Linked DNA regions of Pan troglodytes: region 2 is linked to region 1. Evidence: chromatin contacts called from public Hi-C data. All regions are on one chromosome and are shown on one strand. Each heading gives the region's core, a stretch centred on a gene start, on an enhancer-like site or on the middle of the called end of the contact. The rest is flanking DNA. Distances are from core to core; before and after follow the strand shown.

What was found. A called contact is a pair of places that touch in the nucleus more often than the background predicts.
Region 2: a Hi-C map of a lymphoblastoid cell line shows a contact between it and region 1, with 4 times the contacts expected there. The contact joins two enhancer-like sites. A contact is called at or near these places in 3 of 7 Hi-C or Micro-C datasets (blood, a lymphoblastoid cell line and stem cell-derived neural progenitor cells).

The regions. Positions count from the first base shown.
Region 1 is chr1:81,424,162-81,432,050 of NHGRI_mPanTro3-v2.0_pri, forward strand. It overlaps RCSD1 (RCSD domain containing 1), which reads right to left. Exons shown (of 7, transcript XM_009437149.5): 2 at 2,265-2,366; 3 at 759-848. Among named protein-coding and RNA genes, the nearest start is that of MPZL1, 32 kb to the left of the region's middle. Within about 2 kb of position 5,105, at least 4 of the 24 cell types and tissues checked have an H3K27ac peak or open chromatin away from gene starts, as enhancers often do. A contact at or near this core is called in a lymphoblastoid cell line, where this site is marked.
Region 2 is chr1:81,506,175-81,514,063 of NHGRI_mPanTro3-v2.0_pri, forward strand. The region is part of intron 1 of LOC134810133 (a long non-coding RNA gene); the gene reads left to right. Among named protein-coding and RNA genes, the nearest start is that of RCSD1, 30 kb to the left of the region's middle. Within about 2 kb of position 3,862, at least 1 of the 24 cell types and tissues checked has an H3K27ac peak or open chromatin away from gene starts, as enhancers often do. A contact at or near this core is called in a lymphoblastoid cell line, where this site is marked.

The DNA.
Region 1 (7,889 bases), core at 3,855-6,354:
TGCTGTATTTTGGGGTTGGCCTCCCAGGTGAGATGACAGAACATACAAATCCATTTCTGGCACAGACTATGACCACAGTGAAGGTTCATGGGTTGCTGGCATAAGGTGTGGAGAAGGCACTCCTGCAGCTACAATTAGATAAATAAAGATAGGAGAATATGCAGGCTAAGAACCTATTACTGGCTATGATCTATGATACCAGAGCCTTTATTATGTTGGTAACGTTGGCTATTTATATCTGAGGGCAACGAGGCCTCCTGTGCGCTCTGGTTTTCTTCCAGTGATCTTGAACAATAGCCAGGCTTTACAAGGATACTGCAGAACCACGGGGTTTTCTCATGCTTCCGTCCTGCCCTATGTAAGTGTAGCCCCCTTTCCAGGTACCTTCTCCACACCTTATTCCAAGATCACCTAAGTCAGATCTGGGAATAAAACAGAACATTCCTGGCTCCTGAATTGGGTCTGTTAATAATATATGACCCATTCTCTTTGCTAAAATTCTCAGGCTTGGAAAATAGTGTTCGTGTCCTTGACAAATCATAAAGGAGCCTCAGTAAAAGGGAGCAGGGAGGAGCCTAGTTTCCAAAGTAAATGATTCAGGAAACATTTAAGAGGAGATTCACTCTGAAATGGAGAAATTCCCTGCACAGAGTCTGAGCTTTAAAGTATGAGTTTGGTGCCCCCTCCTCCAAACTTTCCTCAAGAAGAGGAAAGAAAACCCATCACAGCATCCTCTGAGCCCCAACAGCAGCACTTACCTCCTCACCATTCTGGCCCAGGTCTACCTTGGGGGGGAACAGGGGGAGGGAACAGGGCGGTTTCCTTCGGGTTGGTTTACTGGCTGGTGTCTGGAGGGAGGGCGACAGACAGACACACAGAGAAAAAGAGAGCACTGATCAGGCAACAGGGAGGAAGAGCAAGGAAGTGGAAACTGGTTTCAGGAAGGTTTAGGGATTTAGGAATGTTAGGATGTTAGGGAAGTGTAGGAATATTTAAGAATGGAGGAAGGGAACTGCGTGTCTTTGGGACAGCCTGCTTACTATTTAAATTAATTCTATTTACCATCTACCCATTTTGACTTTCACCCTCTCCACTCCATTTCCTTTCCTGCTAGAACATCCACTTTTACTTGAGATTCACCGACCTGAATCACATTCAGTTTTCAGGCAGTGCCAGCACCTGAGATCAATGCTCTCTTTATCCTTTATGACATGCCTATACTGTCTAGAAATTATGAACCTGATCTTTCAGATGGGAAAACAAAACCCCAAAATAGTGCACCTAAAAATGCAAGGCAAATAAGTACTCACTTGCCCCAAGGGGCCACGACAGATTTCTCTCCACCTTGGGGCACCCTTCCCTCATCTCACTTGTTTGTATTTATTTATTTTGAGACTGAGTTTCGCTCTTGTTGCCCGGGCTGGAGTGCAATGTAACCATCTCGGCTCACTGAAACCTCCACCTCCTGGGTTCAAGCAATTCTCCTGCCTCAGCCTCCTGAGTAGCTGGGCTTACAGGCATGTGCCACCACGCCCGGCCAATTTTGTATTTTTAGTGGAGACGGGGTTTCTCCATGTTGGTCAGGCTGGTCGCGAACTCCCAACCTTAAGTGATCTGCCTGCCTCGGCCTCCCAAAGTGCTGAAATTACAGGCGTGAGCCACCACGCCCGGCCCCCTCATCTCACTTCTAATGAGCTTCTCACACTGCATGACTCAAGAAAATCTAGCCCAAATCTCTCCAAAGTTAAGACCCTCCCTTGTCACACTTTCCTCTACTGGTCACCGGACGCTCTTCCTTCCTGATCCCTGGTTTCCTATCTGAATGTGCTTTCCTTCAAGCCCTCTCTTCTTTCTCAATTCTCGGTTTGGAGTCTGCCCCAGCCTTGCCTTGCTCTGGCTACAGGGCAGGAGCTGGCTGTAGGAACTTCTTTATTCTGACACAGTCCAGGCCTGGCACAGCTGTGTAAGATCTAAGTCTGTATAGGTGGATGATCAAGATGGAAATGGATACAGATGCCCATCTCTGCCCTGTGTCTGATTCCTCCTGGCCAGAGTGCAAGCCTCACCCTGGTGGGGACAGATTCTGTCCAGGCACAGCAGCAGTGAGACATTCCTCACATTCAGAGAAACCCCTCCAGCCCCTGGCTTCTCTTCCTAATTTGGTAACTACCAAGCCTCCTCCCTCCCTCTCCACTGGGCCTGACCAGATTTCCCTTTCCTCCTGCCCGCTGCTGAAGAGGCTGCTCTGAAGCGGCCTGACTCACCTCCTTGGCTGCAGCCGCCTGCTCCCTAAACCGCCCGGCCAGCTGGGCCACCGAGGGGGATGCCGAGTTGTCCACACTGGCATTGGTCTCTGCCAGTCTTTCCTGGCAAATGGAGAAGAAGAAACAGTTAATCAGCAAATGGGTACCAGATGCCATGCAAGGCACCTGTTTTGTGGCCGCAAGCAGGAATGCTGTGACAGTGAGGTATTTTAACAGCATTATCCAACTGGCTCCTGCATTCAAGGACTTAAAAAATTCAGTCAATCACATTTAGTGAATATCTACAATGCTCTTGGCCCGGGGTGTGGCTTTGGGGACCTGGAGACAAACAAAACCTGGTTCTGTCCTGGAGGGGTGCCCTGGGATGTCAGAGGCAGTACAGGTCCAATTTTCTCATTCCTCAAGGACCCCACCGGCAAAGGGCAACGTCTGCGACAGTGTACGAGTCTCCTTACCTCCTGAACAAGGGTGAGCAAATGCCCTTTATTGAACTTGAAACACATATATATGTGTCTTTTGTTCCCTACTTGAGTGCCATGGATAAAGAAGCGTTCAGTAAGTATTTGTGGAATTAATAAATAAGTGACACGAGAGCAGATAGCACAGTGGATGGGAGCCAAACTGCCTGGATTCAAGCACTGACTTGCTCCATCTCTTACCAGCCTGGGGACCTGGGGCAAATGGCTTAGCCTTTCTGTGCCTTGACAAGGATGGCTGTAGCACATCCCTCATCAGTTGTTTTGTGGATTAAATGATTTGCTATATACTCAGAGGGCTGGGACAAGGCCTGGCTCATTGCAAATGCTTTGGAAGGGTGGTTGTTATTGTTACTGGCGGTGAGTCTTGCCTCCAGTGCGGTCATCAGTTTACCGTGGCTGTCCCTCCATTGAGGTGCCCCCAGGTTCCCTGAAGAGGCCAAGATGCACCCCAGGACACCATTTATTCTCATGTACCATTTGTCACCAAGACACACAGAGTAAGTCGGTGATGCTGGAAATGGCCAGTTCATTTCTGCCTTGTTACAGGAGGCCTACATAACCACTTGGTTTGAATAAGATTTTTTACATGTCCAGTCCCGGAGACATTAGGTTTTTGTCTTTTGTCACCATGGTGGCAGCATTTCTTACACAGACTTCGAACTCCCCCTGCACTTCCCCTCCTCACGTCTAGTCTGAAAATGGGAGGATTTGGGCAGCAGTTTGTCTGAGAAAGTCCATCTCTGCCTTTCCCTGGCTCTCGTGGTCTACAAAAACAAAGGATGCTTCCCTCCAGCAGCGAGCTTACTCCCTTGTACACACACACACACACACACACATACACACTCTTCCATGGCCCTCCTTTTGTGCTAAAAGTGGTGTCTCCGAGCTTTCTTATTTGGGTGCTCCCTCCAAAGTAAATAACTTTAGTCATTCTAAGATGCTGTCCCCTTGGAGCAAGGGAGGGGCAGATCTCCTCACCTCCCAGCCACTTCCAGCAGGGAAGTTAAGTTAATGGGGCAAAGTTTTGAGAAGAAGGCTTTGACAGGCCAGACATGGTGGCTCACGCAAGTAATCCCAGCACTTTGGGAGGCCGAGGCAGTTGATCACTTGAGGTCAGAAGTTCGAGACCAGTCTAGCCAACATGGCGAAACCCCATCTCTACTAAAAATACAAAATTAGCCGGGTGTGGTGGTGTGCACCTGTAATCTCAGTTACTCGGGAGGCTGAGGCAGGAGAATTGCTTGAACCTGGGAGGCAGAAGTTGCAGTGAGCCAAGATCACACCACTGCACTCCAGACTGGGTGACAGAATGAGACTCCATCTCAAAAAAAAAAAAAAAAAAAGGCTTCGTTTAGGGATTTGAAGGAACTGCTGGGGCCATGGACTTTCCGATCTGCAAACAGCTGTTCTGGAGGAAAAGACAGGTACCCCTTTACTGTGGGTTGCTATAATTCAAGCTCATCTCCAAACCAGCCTAAACACCAAATGCTGATTTCGCATAAAGATATAAAAGGATTCACCTCTATTCAAGATGCCAGATTTCCCCATGATGCTGGGGGAAAGCCGAGGAGTGCGAGGCCCCACCCTGATGAGTTCCCCACTGGGAAGGGCTCCTAGACTTGACACGTTTTACCCTCACACTTGCCACATAAGGAAGTCAGAGAATGGAACAACGAGAGAGAGGCTTGGGGACAGTGTGTAATTAATTGAGCTGTTCTTGGCAAAGACGCTGGCTGATTGGTTTGTCCATCTGTCTAACTTCCTGCCCACATCACAGATCAGTCTCTCTGTCCCCTGCTATTTATGCTTGGGTCCTGCTGACAGTGCGCTTTACCTCAGTTTCAAAGGCGCCAATCACTGGTGGAGCAGGAAGATAAATTCCAGTTAAAAATAGAGCTGTATAGGAATCAAAAGCTCCTCCCTTACTTCCCTGTCTCAAAACTAGCCTTGGCAAGGGGCTCAGAAGTGAGAGAACTCTGAGGCTTCTGGAAGCACTTAGGGCTTAAAAGCTGGGTTGAAGGAAAGATTCTATTACCTCTGAGTTTGTTTTCCTGGAGCCTAGTGAACGGCTTTTCTTTAGACTAAGGACTCCAGAGCTTGTCGAAGCTTGGCAGATCCTGTCACCATCAGCCCCTCTCCAGACACTTCCCATCCTCTGTTGCAGAAGACTGATTGATTATTACCGTCTGCCCTCCAGGCACATTAAACCCAGAGAAGGCAAGTGACAGCCAGAGTCACACAGAACAGGCCAAACAGGGTAATCTGTGAAACATCTGACTCCAACTCCTGAGACTCCAGTAATGGACATCTGTTAAGTAGCATCATTTGTGAAAGTGCCTTGGCAACTCTAAAGTGCTATACAAATCTCAACATTATTATTAGCCTCTGATTTGCATAGCTGCAATGGAAGAAGTGTGGTCTTGGGGATGAATCGGGGCTGGTGGCTCAGCCTGTTTGATGCCTTGCCTAGATTTCTGCCTTGCAGTTCTGGCAGGTACAGCTGCTAACCCTCCTCCGGTGTGCTCAGCACCATACCACCTCAGCCATGGGCCAGGAGCTCTTCACGGCAGTCCCGCTAAGGCCATACCCTCACCTTGACTGTTAGGTCTGAGAACTTCAGTTTCTCTACCTATTCCCAGACTTTCCTGAGACACCCTTAGCCTCTCTGGATTAAATGTTCTTTCTCTGTTCCTGTGATGTCCATAAAGTACTTAGCACAGAGCCTGAAACATAGCATGTGCTTGGCTGGGCACAGTAGCTCAAGCCTGGAATCCCAGCATTTTGGGAGTCCAGGGCAGGAGGATCTCTTGAGCTCAGGAGTTCGAGACCAGACTGGGCAATAAAGAGAGACCCCATCTGTATACAATATTAGCCTAGTGTGGTGGCGTGTGCCTATGGTCCCAGCTACTCAGGAGGCTGAGGAGAGAGGATCACTCGGGCCCAGTTGGTCGAGGCTGCAGTAAGCCCTGCTCACATCACTGCACCACTGCACTCCTGCCTGGGGCAACAGAGACTCTGCCTCAAAACAAAACAAAACAAAACAAAACAGGGCTCATCTAAGGTTGGTTTCTTCCTCCTCCTCCTCCTCCTCCCATCCGACCTGGTCTGCTGGTGTCAGGGCCTGGGTACCTGCTCACAAAGTCACTGACACCCTCAACTCACCCCCATGGACCATACCCAGATGTAAGTCCCTCCCCTGCCAGCATCTACCCTCCAGGTCCTGGTCATTGCCTTGACTTCAGCTTGTCCTTTCTTCTTGGGCCATTTTCCATGTCTTAGATCTGTTTTCTGCACTCATCTCCCTTTGTGCCCTGCTTTAGCTCACACTGTCTTTACAGATCGCAGGCCTGTATTCCATCTTCCTGGGCCCAGGTCTTGCTTACGAAGCCCTCCCTGCTACCTTCCAGCTGGGCCATGCCAGGTAACTCGGAAACCATGCCTGTGGTTACTGTCTGGCCTGACTTTGCCAAGGCTAGGAGAAAATCACCTCTGGTGTTTACTTTCTATTTCTATGGGACTTTCTTCCGAGAACTGAGGAGCCCCTGTGTCTGGACAGCATGGAACTTCCCCTCCGCTGTTGCCATGTTGCGTAAACACGGTTTGGATACTGCTGACCATCCACATAATGAGACCTTTATGTACAGGCCAGACTAGGCTCTACCTGCTTCCTAGGCTCTGCCCTGTCTCTCCACCTTCTGCGCTCGTCCAAGGTCTCAGTATCTCCCAGCATTTGGGCTATGGTTTAGGGAAACAAGGCCCCAGGGAAGGCGTCATCATCTACAGCTTAAGAGAAGATGCAGTGAGAGAGCCCAGTGTGGGGCTGGAAGAACTATGCTCTTGGCCAAAAGGAAGTTTCTCTCTCTCACCAGAAATAGGCCAGAGCCCAGAGCCTCAAAGGTCTGAGGTATGTTTGCTTCTTCACTCCTCCAGAACTGAAGGGGATCACCCCTTCCAGTGTGACCATGCTTAAATCATCACTTCAAAAAGACCACCATAGAATCTCTCTGAAATACTGCAATGACTCTAGAATCTTCCTTTATGTCCTTACTTATCCCTAGTTCTTCAATGTATCCCAATGTTTGACCATTACTATCCTAGGAGGATGGAAAGGGTTCTGGACTGGGAACCAGGTAGGTCCATTTGACCTGCTCATCTACCAGAGTACCTCCTATGTGGGAGGCACTGTCCTTACAGCCTTTGATATATTTTCTGTAATTCTTACCTCTCTAAAAGAGGAAACTGGGGCCTAGAGTTGCTAAGTAAGTTACTATTCAAGTCAGTAAGTGCAGGCATGAGAATTTTCTGGATTCCAAAGCTCTTTCCACACCAACATGCTGTACTAACTCTATGCCTTTACTGGAAGAGTTAACTTACTCTCTTGTTAATAGGCATTTACTGGTCTAGGCCCTGAGATACATCAGTGAACCAGACAGTCCTTGCCCTTCAGAAGTTGCTACTTCAGCAATAAACAGGTACACAGCGAAACCATAAGACACTTTGTTAAACGCTGCGAAGAAAATAAAACAGGGCACTTATTTTATGGGAATGTGGGAAGACATCTCTGAAGAGAGAGCACATGAGTTGAATCCCAATTGGGGAAAAGAGAAAAGGAAAATTGTTCTGAGCAGAAGCACAGACAGAAACAAAGGTTGAGGGGCAGAGAAAAGAGAAGGGTGGCAGGGACAATAAGAGGGGGTGGGAAGATGCGAATGGTGGTGTGAGGCCAGCTACGTTGGGCCTCATGGACCAGAGCACGCAGTTTGTGTTTTATCTTGAGCCAGCAGGATGTCATTTGGAGGGTTTCAAGGAGGGACGTGACCTGAATCGCGCATCAAGGAGCTGTCTGTGGAGGAGGGACAGGAGTGGAAGAGGGTGAGCAGAGGCAGGTGCTGGCAGCGGTCCAGCTGAGATTGGGTGCGGGAGTGAACAGGGCTTGTGCAGGGGGATGGGATTTGAAGGTCAGGCTGCTGGGAATTACTGACGCATGGGTGTGAGCAAGGGAAAGAGAAGAATCATGGATGACTCCTGAGGGTTTGACTTGGATAACGGGATGCATGGGGTATTTGCTACTGGGTTGGAAAGCCATGTTGGGGAGAGAGGGGTGGGTGGGGCTAGGTGGGCAATGAATAGTTCTTCCTTGGTCATG
Region 2 (7,889 bases), core at 2,612-5,111, 81 kb after region 1:
AATAGAGTCTTTATCTGAGTTTCCATGTACACAGTAAAAAAACTTCTGTTGCTATAGAAAAGAGAAAAAAATTGGGGAGAACATAGAGGAGCCACTACTATAATAATTTTGGAACACTCTTACATGAATTGATAGGCCATTTATGTTTCTTTAAGAAGTCTGGGCCAGGCGTGGTGGCTCATACCTGTAATCCCAGCACTTTGGGAGGCCAAGGCAGGCGGATCACCTGAGGTCAGGAGTTCAAGACCAGCCTGGCCAACATGGTGAAACCTTGTCTCTACTAAAACTACAAAAATTAGCCGGGCATGATGGCAGGTGCCTGTAATCCCAGCTACTTGGGAGGCTGAGATGGGAGAATTGCTTGAACCCGGGAGGCGGAGCTTGCAGTGAGCTGAGATTGTACTACTGCGCTAAAGCCTGGGAGACAGAGCGAGACTTCATCTCAAAAAAAAAAAAAAAAAAAATCTGGATTATATGGCTTAGAGCCACAACTCTGCCACTTAGATGTGATCTTGGCAAGTTGTGTAACTTCTCTGAATCTCAGATTTTTCCTCGGTACAATGAAGTGATGAAATTAGCCTACCTACCAAGCTCGGATATTGGAAGGCCCAAATAAACTCATGTCTTTGAATGCTGCATGTAAGCTGCAAGGTCCCATGAAAAGTGAAGTGCTACAGCATTGGGCTACCCAGAGGGGGGTTTTTGTTTTTGTTTGTGTGTTTGTTAAGCATTTGGTGCTGGTTCCTCAGCTTGGTTTAGGGTGAAAACCACATATCCAAGTCTTCTATATTGTATTTCCACTCTCAAGGGAATACTTTAGCACATCCTATTCACTTCTACTGGTTAGCCTGCCTCTCTCCCCAGAGCCCTGCCACTCTTGTGGGCTCCCATCCTTCCCTTGGGTGCAAGTCACTGCCAACCCACCCCGACTGGCCACTTCTGATCCCTAATCACAAGTGGGTAATAAAGGCCCCGAAACTTACTCCTCCCGGAGTGGATTTGGGTGGAGGGCCCCGAAACAGGCCCTGCAGGAAGGAGCCCAGGAAACGGCCCCCGGCAATGCTAATCTGAGCGTTTTTTCCCCAAGCATATGCAACAAACCTCAAAAGGCCACCTCGGCATGCTTTCACACCCCTAGTTGAGATTGTATGACAGTCAGCAGTGTGTGTTAGTTACAGCAGAACCAGTTGTTATCTATTAGCCTCTAAGCTCCTTAAGGAAAGAAGGAAATAAACCTTTTCTCAGCATCTATTATGCCTTAGGCTCATATACAATGTGCCAGCATTTATTCCTCACCCAACCTCACTGCCAGGAGGAATTATGACCTCCTTCTTGGTAGATGAGGAGTAAGAGGTTGAAAGAGTACCTTGTTCAGTACCAGACAGTCATCAAGTGAAGGTGGCAAGATTTGAATCCAGGATCTGATGCCAAGTCTGGCTCCATCCTATGACACCGTGATTAATCTGTACTGTAGTTGAGTGTGAAAAGGTGGGAACTATGTGTTCAGCCATTGTACCTTCCCTTGAGCACTAACACGATTTCATGCCAGCAGGGCCTCAAAAGGGTTAAAGAGAATGGCATTTTTCACCATTTTATCTCTGACAGTGCACGGCACAGTTCCTGATACGTGAAACAGGTCATTATGATATTTATTGGACATACCGAAATTGTTGGACTGATATTTTTTTAAAAATCATAGCTGTATTTATTCATTCCAAGAGCTGAAGGTGAAAGTGCCTTGCAAAGCCTTCCTGGGAGTAAGGTTGTCAGGCAGATAAAACAAGCTAGTGAAATCAGGGAAAAGATTTCCTGGACACAACTGTTCATGCCTGGCTTCCTGGCGGAACCACAGCAGGAGTTAACCAAGGGTCTACTGTGGTTATTGCCTGAGCCACACTCACAGCCATGAATCTGTGGCAAAAGCAGATGGCACTTCCGGCAGACATCCCCCAGAGGAGAGAATTTTCCATGAGGCATGTGTATGGCAGCCAGCCATCCTGGGTTTCCTGGCATGGTCCAATTTCCCATCTTTTGTCTCAAAGTCCTTAGAAGGACATATGTATGGGGTGGGTAAAGTCCTGCTCTTAGTTATTTAATTTATTTATTTTTACAGGCAGCCTCTCAAACCAGAGTAGGCTCAGAGAGACTCCTGAGTCCTGCTTTTGAATTTGGAAAATATGGTTATAGCAGGCACGTGGAAAGTGTCTTTTATTGCCTCCCACCTGCAGATCAAAGGCAGAAGGGCCGGCCTGCCCAGGTCAGCCTGTTTCACCCGGGAAAGGGAGGGCCATCTGCTCCAGTCAGGAAGCCCTGGGGAGCCTTCTAATAGAGGAAGCCCACCAGGGCCAGAGCAGGGCTGTGTCCTAAGAATTCAACAGTCCCCGAAAAGTCCAAGAAAGTGGTAACAGGAAAGAAGCAACAGCAGAAGCAGAAACTGCTCTTTTGATCTCATTGCGCAAAGGAAGGAGGTGACCCAAGGCCTCTTGTGACACACACAGAAGCACACAGAAGTATATTTGGGGAAGTGTGTGAGAACTCTCCCCAAAGATGTCTTCAGATTAGAGGTCAACCCTGGGTGGCTGCCCTGGGGCAAGCTGGGATGCTCTTGTGGTTCAGCTCTTTCCACACTCAGACGGGGTCACTGCTGGGTAACAATATGCCTAGCAAGCACAGGTAAACCAAGCCAAAAGCCTATTTGTTTTCTAGGATCAGTCTGTTAACCCCTCAACTCCCAGCCCAGCCAGGCAGGTCCCTATGGGTTAAGCTTTGTGCTGGGCCTCAGGAGACCTTGGGTCTCATCCCTAAACAGCTCTGACGCCTGGGGCACATCACTTTTTTCCTCTGACCTCAGCATTCTCACCGGTTCAGTTAAGGAATCAAGAAGGCTAACAGAAGTTTAGAGGGCTTACCGCACACTGGCTGATCACTTTGCCCTGAAGTGATTCAACACTAAAAAAGCTCGAAAGTGTTAGTTTTCTTCAGTTTGGTAAAATCTGTGTGATTCTACACATCCTATTCATTCATTCACTTGCTTAAACTTGTCCCGAGCATCACTATACATCAGCACTGCTAAGTAACAAACACTATTAGTGTCTCCTTATTGAGTTCCAACTAAGTGTCAGGCGCTTTAGATAGATTACCCCCACTTAATCTTCCTCACAGATCTGTGAGGCAATACCTCCATTTTTATTTATTTACTTTTCTTTTTTGAGACAGGGCTTTACTCTGTCACCCAGACTAGAGTACAGTAATGCAGTCATAGCTCACTGCAGCCTTGACCTCCCAGGCTCAGTTGACCCTCCCGTCTCAGCCTCCCAAGTAGCTGGGAGTACAGGTATGTGCCACCATGCCCAGCTAATTTTTATATTTTTCTGTAGAGATGGTGTTTCACCATGTTACCCAGGTTGGTCTCAACTCCTGAGCTCAAGCAGTCTGCCCACCTTGGCCTCTCAAAGTGCTGGGATTACAGGCGTGAGCCACTGTGCTCAGCAATACCTCCATCATTAGAGCAAGAAAAGGTTAAGCAGCTTGCTCTAGGTCATTCGTCTTTCATTCTCAGTCAGTCTCCAAAGCTGGTGTTTTAATACACTAGTTCTATCCCTGCAGAGATAAATGAGATGAGGTCATCCTCATTTCAAGGAAGTTCCAGCTAGCAACCCTGTGGTCAGAAGGCCAGGTTGCAGCCCCGAGAGTCCTGGCATTGTTCATAGGGTACATTAGGACATGTCACACTTGGAAAACCTGGCGAGCCTAGAACACATGGCAAACCATTTTTCTCTGCATGTTCCTAGCCACGGTTCTGCAGACCTAGCTTCCCACAAGAATTTCTGTACCATGAATATTACAAACTACAGAAATAGTGCCCTCATGTGTCAGGAGCACAACGCACCTTTGAACTCTGGAGAAAGGCACATTTTAAACAATCTTAAAACTATGAAACACTTTTGTTTTTGCTTCTTTTGTTTGTTTCCGCTTTTGCTTTCTATGTCTTTGAAGCATGCTGGGAAGAAATGATGAAAAATTGCTAAATCTGCAGAACTCCACCCAGAGGCAAATTACTAAGTACCAGGACCTGCAGGAGAAACTAAAGGGAAGTAATCTTGGAATAGTTGGTATTCTATGACTTGTGCATCTGTGGATTCAACCAACTGCGGATCAAAAATGTGTGAGAAAAAAATTCCACAAAGTTTCAAAAAGCAAAACTTGAATTTGCATGCACTGAGTACTACATTGAATCCAGGCAAATGAAGTGATGTGTAAGCATTGCATTAGGTAATCCAGATGTGATTTAAAGTATTTGGGAGGATATGTGTACATTATATGCAAATACGATGCCATTTTATATAAGGGACTTGGGCATTGATACGGTTTGGCTGTGTCCCCACCCAAATCTCAACTTGAATTCTATCTCCCAGAATTCCTACATGTTGTGGGAGGGAACCAGGAGGAGGTAATTGAATCATGTGGGCTGGTCTTTCTCATGCTATTCTCGTGATAGTGAATAAGTTTCACAAGATCTGATGGGTTTATTAGGGGTTTCTGCTTTTGCTTCTTCCTCTTCTCTCTTGCTGCCGCCATGTAAAAAGCGACTTTTGCCCTCTGCCATGATTCTGAGGCCTCCCCAGCCATGTGGAACTGTAAATCCATTAAACCTCTTTTTCTTCCTAGTTTTGGGTATGTCTTCATCAGCAGCATGAAAATGGACTAATACAGTAAATTGGTACCAGTAGACTGGGGCGTTGCTGAAAAGATACTCAGCAAATGTGGAAAATGTGGAAGCAACTTTGGAACTGGGTAACAGGCAGAGGTTGAAACAGTTTGGAGGGCTCAGAAGAAGCCAGGAAAATGTGGGAAGGCTTGAAACTTCCTGGAGACTTGTTGAATGGCTTTGCCCAAAATACTGATAGCAATATGAAAAATAAAATCCAGGCTGAGGTGGTCTCAGATGGAGATGAGGAACTTTTTGGGAACTGGAGCAAAGGTGACTCTTGTATGTCTTAGCAAACAGACTGGTGGCATTTTGCCTCTGCCCTAGAGATTTGTGGAACTTTGAACTTGAGAGAGATGATTTAGGGTATCTGGTGGAAGAAATTTCTAAGCAGCAAAGCATTTAAGAGGTGACTTGGGTGCTGTTAAAGGCATTCAATTTTAAAAGGGAAACAGAGCATAAAAGTTCAGAAAATTTGGAGCCTGACTATGGAATAGAAAAGAAAAACCCATTTTCTGAGGAGAAATTTAAGCCAGCTGCAGAAATTTGCATAAGTAGCAAGAGCCTAACGTTAATCCCCACGACCATGGGGAAAATGTCTCCAAGGCATGTCAGAGGTCTTCACTGCAGCCCCTCCCATCACAGGTCCGGAGGCCCAGGAGAGAAAGTGGTTTTGTGGGCCAAGCCCAGGGTCCCCGTGCTGTGTGCAGCCTAGGGACTTGGTTCCCTGTGTCCCAGCTGCTCCAGCCATGGCTAAAAGGGACCAACATAGAGTTCAGGCTGTGGCTTCAGAGGGTGAAAGCCCTAAGCCTTGGCAGCTTCCATGTGGTATTGAGTCTGCAGGTACACAGAAGTCAAGAATTGAGGTTTGGGAACCTTCGCCTAGATTTCAGAAGATGTATGGAAATGCCTGGATGCCCAGGAAAAAGTTTGCTGCAGGGGCAGGGCCCTCATGGAGAGCCTCTGCTAGAGCAGTGCAGAAGGGAAATGTGGAGCTGGAGCCCCCAAATAGAGTCCCTACTGGGGCACTGCTTAGTGGAGCTGTGAGAAGAGGGCCACTGTCCTCCAGACCCCAGAATGGTAGATCACTGACAGCTTGCACCATGTGTGTGGAAAAACTGCAGACACTCAACGCCAGCCTGTGAAAGCAGCCAGAAGGGAGGCTGTTACAGAGGCAAAGCTGCCCAAGACCATGGGAACCCACCTCTTGCATCAGCATGACCTGGTCGTGAGACCTGGAGTCAAAGCAGAGCATTTTGGAGCTTTAGAATTTGACTGCCCCACTGGGTTTCAGACTTGCGTGGGCCCTGTAACCCCTTTGTTTTGCCCAATTTCTCCCATTTGGAATGGCTGTATTTACCTAATACCTGTACCCCCATTGTATCTAGGAAGTAACTAGCTTGCTTTTGATTTTGCAGGCTCATAGGTGGAAGGGACTTGCCTTGTCTCAAATGATACTTTCGACTGTGGAATTTTGGGTTAATGCTGAAATGAGTTAAGACTTTCGGAGACCGTTGGGAAGGCATGATTGGTTTTGAAATGTGAGGACATGAGATTTGGAGGGGCCAGGTGCAGAATGATATGGTTTAGCTGTGTCCCCACCCAAATCTCAATTTGAATTATGTCTCCCAGAATTCCCACATGTTGTGGGAGGGATTGAATCATGGAGGCTGGTCTTTCCCTTGCTGTTCTCGTGATAGTGAATAAGTCTCATGGATCTGATGGGTTTATCAGGGGTTTCTGCTTTTGCTTCTTCCTCTCCTCTCTTGCTGCCACCATGTAAGAAATGCCTTTCACCCTCCGCTATGATTTCAACTCCCCAGCCATGTGGAACTGTAAGTCCAATTAAACATCTTTTTCTTCCCAGTCTCAAGTATGTCTTTATCAGCAGCGTGGAATCGGACTAATACAGGCATCCATGGATTTTGGTATCTGCTGGGAATCCTGGAATCAATCCCCCATGGATACCCAGGGATGACTATACTCTCATGCATGCTGAGGGGAGCTGATGTCCTGTGCTAGCCTGGGAAGTCTAGAAATTTTGTTTCAAGGGATATGATGAGGAAAATATATGTAATAACAATAATAATCAGAAAATGGTCCTTACCTCTTTACATGTTTGTTTTTTCTTTTATACTTTCTTTCCCATGTCTTTTATTTTTTTCCCTTCATTTGCTTTTTTTCCTTCCTCTCTCTACTCTTCCTATCAACTTTTAGAAATAGTTATGTTGGCCGGGCACGGTGGCTCACACTTGTAATCCCAATACTTTGGGAGGCCAAGGGGGGCGGATCATGATGTCGGGAGATTGAGACCATCCTGGCTAACACGGACCCCGTCTCTACTAAAAAAACACAAAAAAAATTAGCCGGGCGTGGTGGCGGGCGCCTGTAGTCCCAGCTACTTGGGAGGCTGAGGCAGGAGAATGGCGTGAACTCAGGAGGTGGAACTTGCAGTGAGCCAAGATTGCACCACTACACTCCAGCCTGGGCGACAGAGTGAGGCTCTGTCTCAAAAAAAAAAAAAAAAAAAAAAAAAGAAATAGTTATGTTTACTTAGAAATCATGGCATTTTTATTTTGCTCATTTATGTGGTTTTAAAATTTTCCCTCTTCTTTTTTGAGTGTGTGTTGGGGTGAGTGCAGATGTGCAGAGATTGAAGCGCTGTGATACAACCAAGAGAAAACCAGACTTGGATTTAAAAGATCTAGGTTCCTCTCCATGTATCCTCCCCTCCCTGCTCTCTCCACAAAGAATTAGCAATCATTCATTAAAACACATACAGTAAATGATCATACAATATACTCTTAAGAGATATGATGAAGGAAAATAATAAAAAGTAATGTATAACATAGAGTCCTATATATTTGCTCAAGATAGGTCACAAGACATTTCATTGTGAAAACTCTCAGAAACCAAAGCAAAAGGGAAAAATAATTAATAATTGTTTTTATCATCTCCATTAGATTAAAAGAAACCAATTGCTCTTTGGAAGTATTATGCTTTCTGATATTGAGACTTGACACATTCTCTTATGGGTGCTCATAAGGAAAGTACTGTTTTATAGAGGGAGACATCTCAACATAGCCCTACAAGAGCGATAGTAACACATTTCCTCCTGTTCTTTCTTATAACTGTGTTTGAAGTAAGCTGATATTGTAACTCTGGGGTACAATTCAATAAA